Regions from separate parts of the Capra hircus genome. Here region 1 is linked to region 2. The links are chromatin contacts, called in public Hi-C maps. All regions are on one chromosome and are shown on one strand. Each heading gives the region's core, a stretch centred on a gene start, on an enhancer-like site or on the middle of the called end of the contact. The rest is flanking DNA. Distances are from core to core; before and after follow the strand shown.

Region 1 (4,170 bases), core at 1,242-3,741, 240 kb after region 2:
AATGGGAGGTGAAACTGTTAGGTAATCTGGAAATTTATCTTGCAGGTGTGCTATGAGCATGCCAAACTGGGTTCCCCAATCTCCTACATGGTTTAATCTAATATCAAACACAGAACATAAAACCACTTAAAAATGATAAACATGAACTGGACTATAAAGAAGACTGAGTGCCAAAGAATTGATGCTTTTTAACTGTAGAGTTGGAGAAGACTCCCGAGAGTCCCTTGGACTGAAAGGAGATCAAACCAGCCAATCCTAAAGGAAATCAGTTCTGAATATTTATTGGAAGGACTGATGCTCAAGCTTAAACTCCAATACTTTGGCCACCTGATGCAAGGAACTGATTCATTTGAAAAGACTTTGATGCTGGGAAAGGACTGAAGATGGGAGAAGGGGATGATAGAGGGGGAGATGGTTGGATGGCATCACCGACTCAATGAACTTGAGTCTGAGCAAGCTCCAGGAGTTGGTCATAGACAGGGAAGCCTGTCAGGCTACAGTCCATGAGGTTGCTTGCAAAGAGTTGGACACGACTGAGTGACTGAACTGAAATTCCATTAGGAACCACAAACATTAAGTGCTAGCACATCACGTTTAGTAGTGTTCTTTTTATGGAGGTGTTTCCTCATCTGGTCTGAGAGGCAAAGACAAGGTCTGCTATGTTTGTCATTAGATACCCAGTAATGAGCCTGCAAACACCTGGTCTACAGGATTTGCTGAATGAAGTTCCTATGAATGGACTATGATCTGTTTATTGCATAGTTAACTGGGAGAGTGGCAGTCAGGTCAATGTTGGTCATTACCATAATTTTGTGAAAATGTAACTTTTCAACCAATTATTTCAGTATAATTTAGTAGTTCCCAAATATCAATGGACAAAATTCTTCAAAATGTATCAATCCAATCACTTCTCAATCCTCACTGCTTTCATCTAACCTCAAACCATCAGATCATTTCTTAGCTGGATTATTAAAACAGACTTCTAATTAATTACTATAGTCCTTTTTCCCATTTTTGCCTAGTTTATTCAAAGAAACCAGGGCAATCTCTAATCAGATTATATGCCCTACTAAGACTCTCCAAAAGGTTCCCACTGCATTTAATAAAACAGCAATTTCCTACCATGGCCTACAATGTCCAGTACAATCTGTTTCTTGCTTACCTCTCTCACTAAAATATAAACTTCTAGTATACAGGACGGAGAAGGCAATGGCACTCCACTCCAGTACTCTTGCCTGGAAAATCCCATGGGTGGAGGAGCCTGGTAGGCTGCAGTCCATGGGGTCGCTAAGAGTCAGGCATGACTGAGCGACTTCACTTTCACTTTTCACTTTCATGCTTTGGAGAAGGCAATGGCAACCCACTCCAGTGCTCTTGCCTGGAGAATCCCAGGGACAGGGGAGCCTGATGGGCTGCCGTCTATGGGGTCACACAGAGTCGGACACGACTGAAGTGACTTAGCAGCAGCAGCAGTATACAGAAGGCACTCAAGGAATATCTGTGCAACAAACGAGGGAGTTTTCCCCTTGGTTCAACACCCACCCCAAGTCTTAATAGCTGTTAATCCAGAGGATGGGCCACAGATATAATTTAAAAGCCTAATGGGTGATTATGAAGCAGACACTTAAGAATCACTGATTTAAGATTCTTTCTCTAGTGATAACTTTCTTTTCTATAGAAATCTTCAAAGAAAGGCAAGAGTACATACCTCAGCACGTTATATCCTGCGAACTCAAAGAGGCGGCACACACTCTCGCCTATGATTGTTGACCGGAGGTGGCCTACATGCATCTCTTTAGCTATGTTGGGAGAGGAAAAGTCAACTATAACCTGAGATAAATAATAAAGATTTTTTAGAGAGGGGTATAAACATTTTCTTTTGGTAACACATTCATTAATAACATTTAATGATAAACAAGGCTTAAACATTACTCGAATTGTAATTCAACTGTTAGGATTTCTGATGGAACTTGTCCATCATTAATTGAAAAATAATCAAATCTGTTTAAATAAGTTATCTATTCTTTATTTCAGAGACAACTCATAAATAACAGCTGGCTACCTCAAATGCCTTGGGGAATGAAAACAAAAATCACATAGCAATTAAGACCCAGGGGAGCCTTTCTGGGATTGGTGGCGATAGGGGGCAGAGTGCCATGAAGGCCTCAGGGACCCTTTGCGAATATAACATGGTGGGGTGCTGCCTGCCGACCCCCAAACACCGTATGCTGCCCCTCTATCGTATGAGAATTTTTGCATCTAATCACGCTGTTGCCAAGTCCCGCTTCTGGTACTTTTGTGTCTCCACTGAAGACGATGAAGAAATCCTTGGGGGAAATGGTCTACTGTGGACAGGTGTTCGAGAAACCTCCCCTGTGGGTGAAGAACTCCAGCATCTGCTGCACTGTGACTCGCACAGTGACACCCACAGCCGGGAGTGCTGGGGCCTGACCACAGCTGGCGCCGTCACCCACAGCTACCAGGACATGGGCACTGGCACCGAGCCCGGGCCCACTCAATCCAGATCGTGAAGGCGGAGGAGATGGCAGCCAGCAAGTGCCGCCAACCGGCGGTCAAGCAGTTCCAAGACTCTAAGATCAGGTTCCCACTGCTGCACCAGGCCCTCTGTCGCCAGCACAAGCCATGCTTCGCCACCAAGAGGCCCAACACCTTCTTTTAGGTGCAGGCCCTCGCTGTCCCCCGGTCTACCCAAATCAAACTCAAGTGGGAAAACCGGAAAAAAAAAAAAAAAAAAAAAAAGACCCAGGGGAAGGGGGACTTAAGTAATGCTCAAAATTCTCCAAGCCAGGCTTCAGCAATTTTTGAACGTGAACTTCCTAATGTTCAAGCTGGTTTTAGAAAAGGCAGAGGAACCAGAGATCAAATTGCCAACATCTGCTGAATCATGGAAAAAGCAAGAGAGTTCCAGAAAAACATCTATTTCTGCTTTATTGACTATGCCAAAGCCTTTGACTGTGTGGATCACAATAAACTGTGGAAAGTTCTTCAAGAGATGGGAATACCAGACCACCTGACCTCCTCTTGAGAAATCTGTATGTAGGTCAGGAAGCAACAGTTAGAACTGGACATGGAACGACAGACTGCTTCCAAATAGGAAAAGGAGCACGTCAAGGCTGTATATTGTCACCCTGCTTATTTAACTTCTATGCAGAGTATATCATGAGAAACGCTGGACTGGAAGAAACACAAGCTGGAATCAAGATTGCCGGGAGAAATATCAATAACTCCAGATATGCAGATGACACCACCCTTATGGCACAAAGTGAAGAGGAACTAAAAAGCCTCTTGATGAAAGTGAAAGAGGAGAGTGAAAAAGTTGGCTTAAAGCTCAACATTCAGAAAACCAAGATCATGGCATCCGGTCCCATCATTTCATGGGAAATAGATGGGGAAACAGTGGAAACAGTGTCAGACTTTATTTTTGGGGGCTCCAAAATCACTGCAGATGGTGACTGCAGTCATGAAATTAAAAGACGCTTACTCCTTGGAAGAAAAGTTATGACCAACCTAGATAGCATATTCAAAAGCAGAGACATTACTTTGCCGACTAAGGTCCATCTAGTCAAGGCTATGGTTTTTCCAGTAGTCATGTATGGATGTGAGAGTTGGACTGTGAAGAAGGCTGAGTGCCGAAGAATTGATGCTTTTGAACTGTGGTATTGGAGAAGACTCTTGAGAGTCCCTTGGACTACAAGGAGATCCAACCAGTCCATTCTGAAGGAGATCAGCCCTGGGATTTCTTTGGAAGGAATGATGCTAAAGCTGGAATTCCAGTACTTTGGCCACTTCATGCGAAGAGTTGACTCATCGGAAAAGACTCTGATACTGGGAGGGATTGGGGGCAGGAGGAGAAGGGGACGACAGAGGATGAGATGGCTGGATGGCATCACTGACTCGATGGACATGAGTCTGAGTGAACTCTGGGAGTTGGTGATGGACAGAGAGGCCTGGCGTGCTGCGATTCATGGGGTCGATTCATGGAGTCAGACATTACTGAGCGACTGAACTCAACTGCAGGTATGGAGACCGTCTTCCTCCCCACAAATGCATCAAAAACACATCTGCACGTGGAGCAACTCCTACAGAGTATCAGAGTAACAGACTTCAAAAAAAAAAAGACCCAGTGGAAAGGTTACTTCACAGCTATGT
Region 2 (4,470 bases), core at 1,336-3,835:
ACATATAGATGTGCATAAGTAGAAAAATCTGGAAGAATATATAGCATCTCCAAAAATCAGCAGTAGGCCTTACTGAAAGAAAGACTATGAGGTCTTTGACTGTCTACCTTCTACGTTTCTGAATTGTTTGAAAATTTTATAATAAGAATGTTTTACTTTTATAATCAAGATCAAAATTTACTAAAGGAATTAAAAGAGAAAATTGAAAGAACTACAGCCAAATTGCAGAACTCCAGCTTTTACCCCTACTTCTCCAACCTTCTACCCACACACCACCACTTAAAAAGGTGCCAATCTGCTTAAGCACAATGGAAGCCTTTCTCCACAAAGGAAAAAAATGGCCCAGTTCTCCTATAGCCTCGTCTTCCCTCAGGAGAACACAAGAATATCAGAGCCATGACTTGTGAGAACGAAGAAAAACTGCCCCAGAACTCACCAGAGTTTCCAGACGTTACAGAGTCACTTCCTTCTTCCTTTTCTTGGACTTTCCTCGCTTTCTTTTTAACAGGCCCATCACTCTCCAGTGCTCTCTTTTTACTTCTGTCAATTTCTGCAACCTATGTTAGAAAAGGATGTGTCACCTCTAATCTCAAAATTTGATGTACGCAAAATAATTTAAACTTTACTTCTGAATGACAGCAGGTTCTTGCCATCCACCCTTCATAGAATTGTCTACTTAGAGCTATGGGTGAACTGTTCTACCATCATCAAAGATAAGCTGGAGGACAGGTCACGAGCCTCGGCATCTCAAGCAGTCCTAGAATTAGAACCAAGGCTGCTACTTTTCTTCACTTAATCAGCCTTGCCCTTGCTCAGATTATGAATCACACTACTTACCTATGTTAAATAGAGTACCTTCAAGAAAAAAACTAATATTTAGATAATTAAAGAATGGTATCATTTTTGAAATGTTAATTGCAATTTAAGTCTTTCATGTTCAAACTTGGCTTATGTTTTACCACTGAAGATGCCACAAGATTATGGACTGTATGCTGACAGAAAAACTGTCAAAAACTTAGCTCCTTTACCAAATGACCTCTAAACAGTAGGTGTAAAATAAAATCTTGGTGAATTCATGGAAATGCACACTATGGTCAAAAAACAAAGACAGGAGAGGTACAATCCTCTATAGTAGAAATATAAATGAAGGGAACAAAATTTTGAAGCAGCCAAGCTGTCACCTGCTTCAAAACCTGGAGGGTTACTTAAAAGCCAATCTACAACTGCCTTCCACATTTTCAGTTCGAGAAATGCTGTACCAGGGAGCCCCAGTGAGGGCTCACCCTTAGGTTTTCCTTTGTGGCAGTGTTTCTGGTCAAAAACGCAACAAAACTATTTTACTCAAAGGATGGCAAGCAACAGGAAGGACCCAACGACTAGCACATCTGTATCGTCTCAAAAAACTTTATCCACTCATATCGTGTATCAGACTTTATAATCTGAACCACAAGGGGTAGGTACAGCCACCAGGGAACCGCACAGAAATCATGACTTTTACTGGTAATCACCCGAAACATTGGGCAAGGCTGTTTTAACGCCAGTTTTCATCCAGTTACCTAACTAAACAAATACAAATGAACAAGGCTCTTCTTCAACCCTCAATTCAGGCCGGGGCGGGGGAGGGGGGGCGGGGGGCCGTGGGGGAGGGGGGCCGGGGTAAGGCGGGGCGGGCGGGTAGAATGGGGATTAAAATGAACAAGGCTCTTCTTCAACCCTTAATTCAGGGGGGAAAGAAAAGGTGGGGGGGCGGCGGGCGGGTAGAATGGAGATTAAAAGAGGTATCCTCTGACCCTACTCATCAGAATGGGCGTCAGGAGACCTGAGTTTGTGTCTCAGGGCTGCCATTAAGAGTTGGTGTGACCGTAACCTCAAAACTAATACCTCAAGTTTAAGTGTGAAGTGAAGGTCGCTTAGTCGTGCCCGACTCTGAGAGACCCCATGGACTTCTCCATGGAATTCTCCAGGCCAGAATACTGGAGTGGGTAGCCTTTCCCTTCTCCAGGGGATCTTCCCAACCCAGGGATCGAACCCAGGCAGCATTGCAGGAAGATTCTTTACCAGCTGAGCCACAAGGGAAGCCCGGTTCGAAGGGCACCTAGGATGGAGGCGGGGCTACCTCTTCCTACCGCCTCCTTCCTGAGCCCTGCCCCTTTCCCGTCTGGCCCAGTCACCTCGCCAGATTCTCGCGCACAGTCCCCGCCTCATCCCGCCCCACCCACAAGCGCAGCCTCCGCCCGTCTGGCCCCGCCCCCTCTCCCCGATTGCCCCGCCCCGTCCTGGACCGAACCCACCACGTGTGGCTGCAACTGCGGCGGGAGCGTGGACGCTAGGGGCGCCGCGGAGTCAGAGTCAGGGTCTGCCTTCTCGGCTGCAACCGCTGGGGATGCGGTGGATTTCAGGCTTCCCGTAGACTGGAAGAATCTGCTCAAAACAGCCTGCCTTGCAGACGCTGGGTTGGCGGGAGCGGCGCCGCCGGAGGCCGGCTTCCGGCGCGACATCGCAAGGCCGGGAGTCAACAGCCCGAGAGCCAACAGCCCGAGAGCCGGGCCTAGCCGGGAGCGCGGGCCCGCGGCCGCAGTTCCCAGAGTGTCTGCGGGCGCGAGCACGTCGTGACCCGGCGATGCGCCGGGGCGGGGGGCGGGACGGGGGTGCGGTCTCGCCTACACAAATAGGGCTGGAGGGGCGGGGCGGCCGAAATTTCGCGCCAAGCTGGCTGTGCGGAGACCGCGGTTCACCGCTAGCTAGGAAGTGTTTCCTGCCGCTGTCATGGTTCGTCCGCTAAACTGCATCGTCGCTGTGTCCCAGAACATGGGCATCGGCAAGAACGGGAACCTGCCCTGGCCACCACTCAGGTATCTGCTGAGCCCGGGGAGGTGGATGGGTCGAGAGTGGAAGCTGGCGCCAACGGCCCTTGATCGGGATAGCTGGGACGCGTCGCGCGGACGCTGGGAGAAGGAGGGGTCGGTCTCGTGACCTGAGCTGGCGAGAGCTAGGCTTGGGCTTCATTCCGCTTCCGGAGCTTGGCGGCAAGTTATTGATTTACGTCCCGCTCCAGCTGCCCGGCTAGACCTTTACTCCCGGCTCCTACCCCGGGAGCAAAATCCCAGCCCTGAAAGTCCTCACCACCACCCCGCAACCAGCGCCCCGTTTGTCGGGGGGCTTTAGAGCTTAAGCCCATGGGATCACATTCTGAGGAACTGCGTGTTTCTCTTAACTTGTAGGAATGAATTCAAGTATTTCCAAAGAATGACTACAGTCTCTTCAGAAGAAGGTAATGTGGCATTTTTAAGTGCTTCAAGTTTGCCAAAGGTCTTGCCTGAGGAAGCTTACCAGTGCAAATTTTACTTAGTGAAAAGTTTCTCATGTTAGCCTTGGACCTTTTGTCTTAACATCAATGTGTATACAGTTCCCAAGACTCATTAAACATTCCTTAAAAAAAAAAAAGTTTATTTGAAATTTAATGTGGATTCAATTCAGGTATTGGGCAAAATTGGAAGCTAAGTAAAGGCGTCTGTGGAGGTCAGCGCTCGCAAAGGAGAACGGAAGAGGCTTTTGAAATCGCTGCTGCTGTAAGATGTCTGAATGGCAGTGGATAGGACAAAGGGCAAAAAAGGGTTACAAGATGCTCGATTTGGAGATCCGAAAGTTGAAGGTGGTGCAGTAAGGCAAGGATGAACTCTCATTTCCAGTTTGATAGTCTGAGTGACATGGGGAATAGTGAGCGGCTCTAATGATGACGATTTTGAAGTGCTTGTAGGATATTCGAGACAACTTCAGGCCCAGGGAACGAGGTGAATTGAACCACTGGCAAGAAGAGGATAACCAGGGAAAAGAATATGGGCATGAGGGATAGGACCATTTAAAACCTAAGAGGAGTGTATCTTTGTTCATTGGAGGAGCAGGAGCAGCGTAAACAGGGCAACCATAAATCAGAAAGGAGCAGATGCAGCATAACTGTAGTGGCAGGGATAAAAGGTCCTTGGATTTGGCCCTTGAATCACTGGTCGAGACAAGATGGCAAGAGCTTTAAGGCAAAGGATTGACATGAACGCTCTCAAGAATCTTAAGTATGGCCTGCTAATAAGAGCATCCTCTGCCTGTTTGCTTGTTTTCAGTAAATATAGTATTTCTTGGATGAATGAATGAATGAAAGGGTACCAAGGATGTCTTGGCTGTCTCCCTGCATCCTTCATTCATCACTTCTACCTTAGTTGTTAGCTCTGTGCCATTTTCCTCATCAGAATTCCTCACCTGTTAGCTCCATTAATAGTTGATAATCTCTTTATTGAACACATAAAGTTCTGTCCTTGAAAATACAGTGCATATTGTATAAGGGTTCTCTGAATTACAGGTGAGGGGGTGTTTATTCTTGGAGGAAAATAAAATTTTTTACAGTTTGTAAATTTCATGTTTTTGTTTTGAAAAAAATCGAACTAATGATGATTCTTCAAGAAAACAGACACATGCACT

Evidence for each region. Hi-C and Micro-C count contacts between places; a contact is called where the count stands out from the background.
Region 1: a contact with region 2 is called in a Hi-C map of blood, with 2.9 times the contacts expected there. The contact joins the enhancer-like site here to the promoter of MSH3 in region 2. A contact is called at or near these places in 2 of 5 Hi-C or Micro-C datasets (both in blood).

The regions. Positions count from the first base shown.
Region 1 is chr7:30,055,045-30,059,214 of ARS1.2, forward strand. RARS (arginine--tRNA ligase, cytoplasmic) reads right to left here. Exons shown (of 15, transcript XM_005683378.3): 6 at 1,709-1,830; 7 at 1-97. It also overlaps the pseudogene LOC102170512. Among named protein-coding and RNA genes, the nearest start is that of RARS, 8.7 kb to the right of the region's middle. Within about 2 kb of position 2,492, at least 1 of the 5 cell types and tissues checked has an H3K27ac peak or open chromatin away from gene starts, as enhancers often do.
Region 2 is chr7:29,813,396-29,817,865 of ARS1.2, forward strand. MSH3 (DNA mismatch repair protein Msh3) reads right to left here and starts at 2,586. Exons shown (of 24, transcript XM_018050063.1): 1 at 2,295-2,586; 2 at 437-557. The coding sequence starts at 2,498. DHFR (dihydrofolate reductase) reads left to right here and starts at 2,650. Exons shown (of 5, transcript XM_018050064.1): 1 at 2,650-2,852.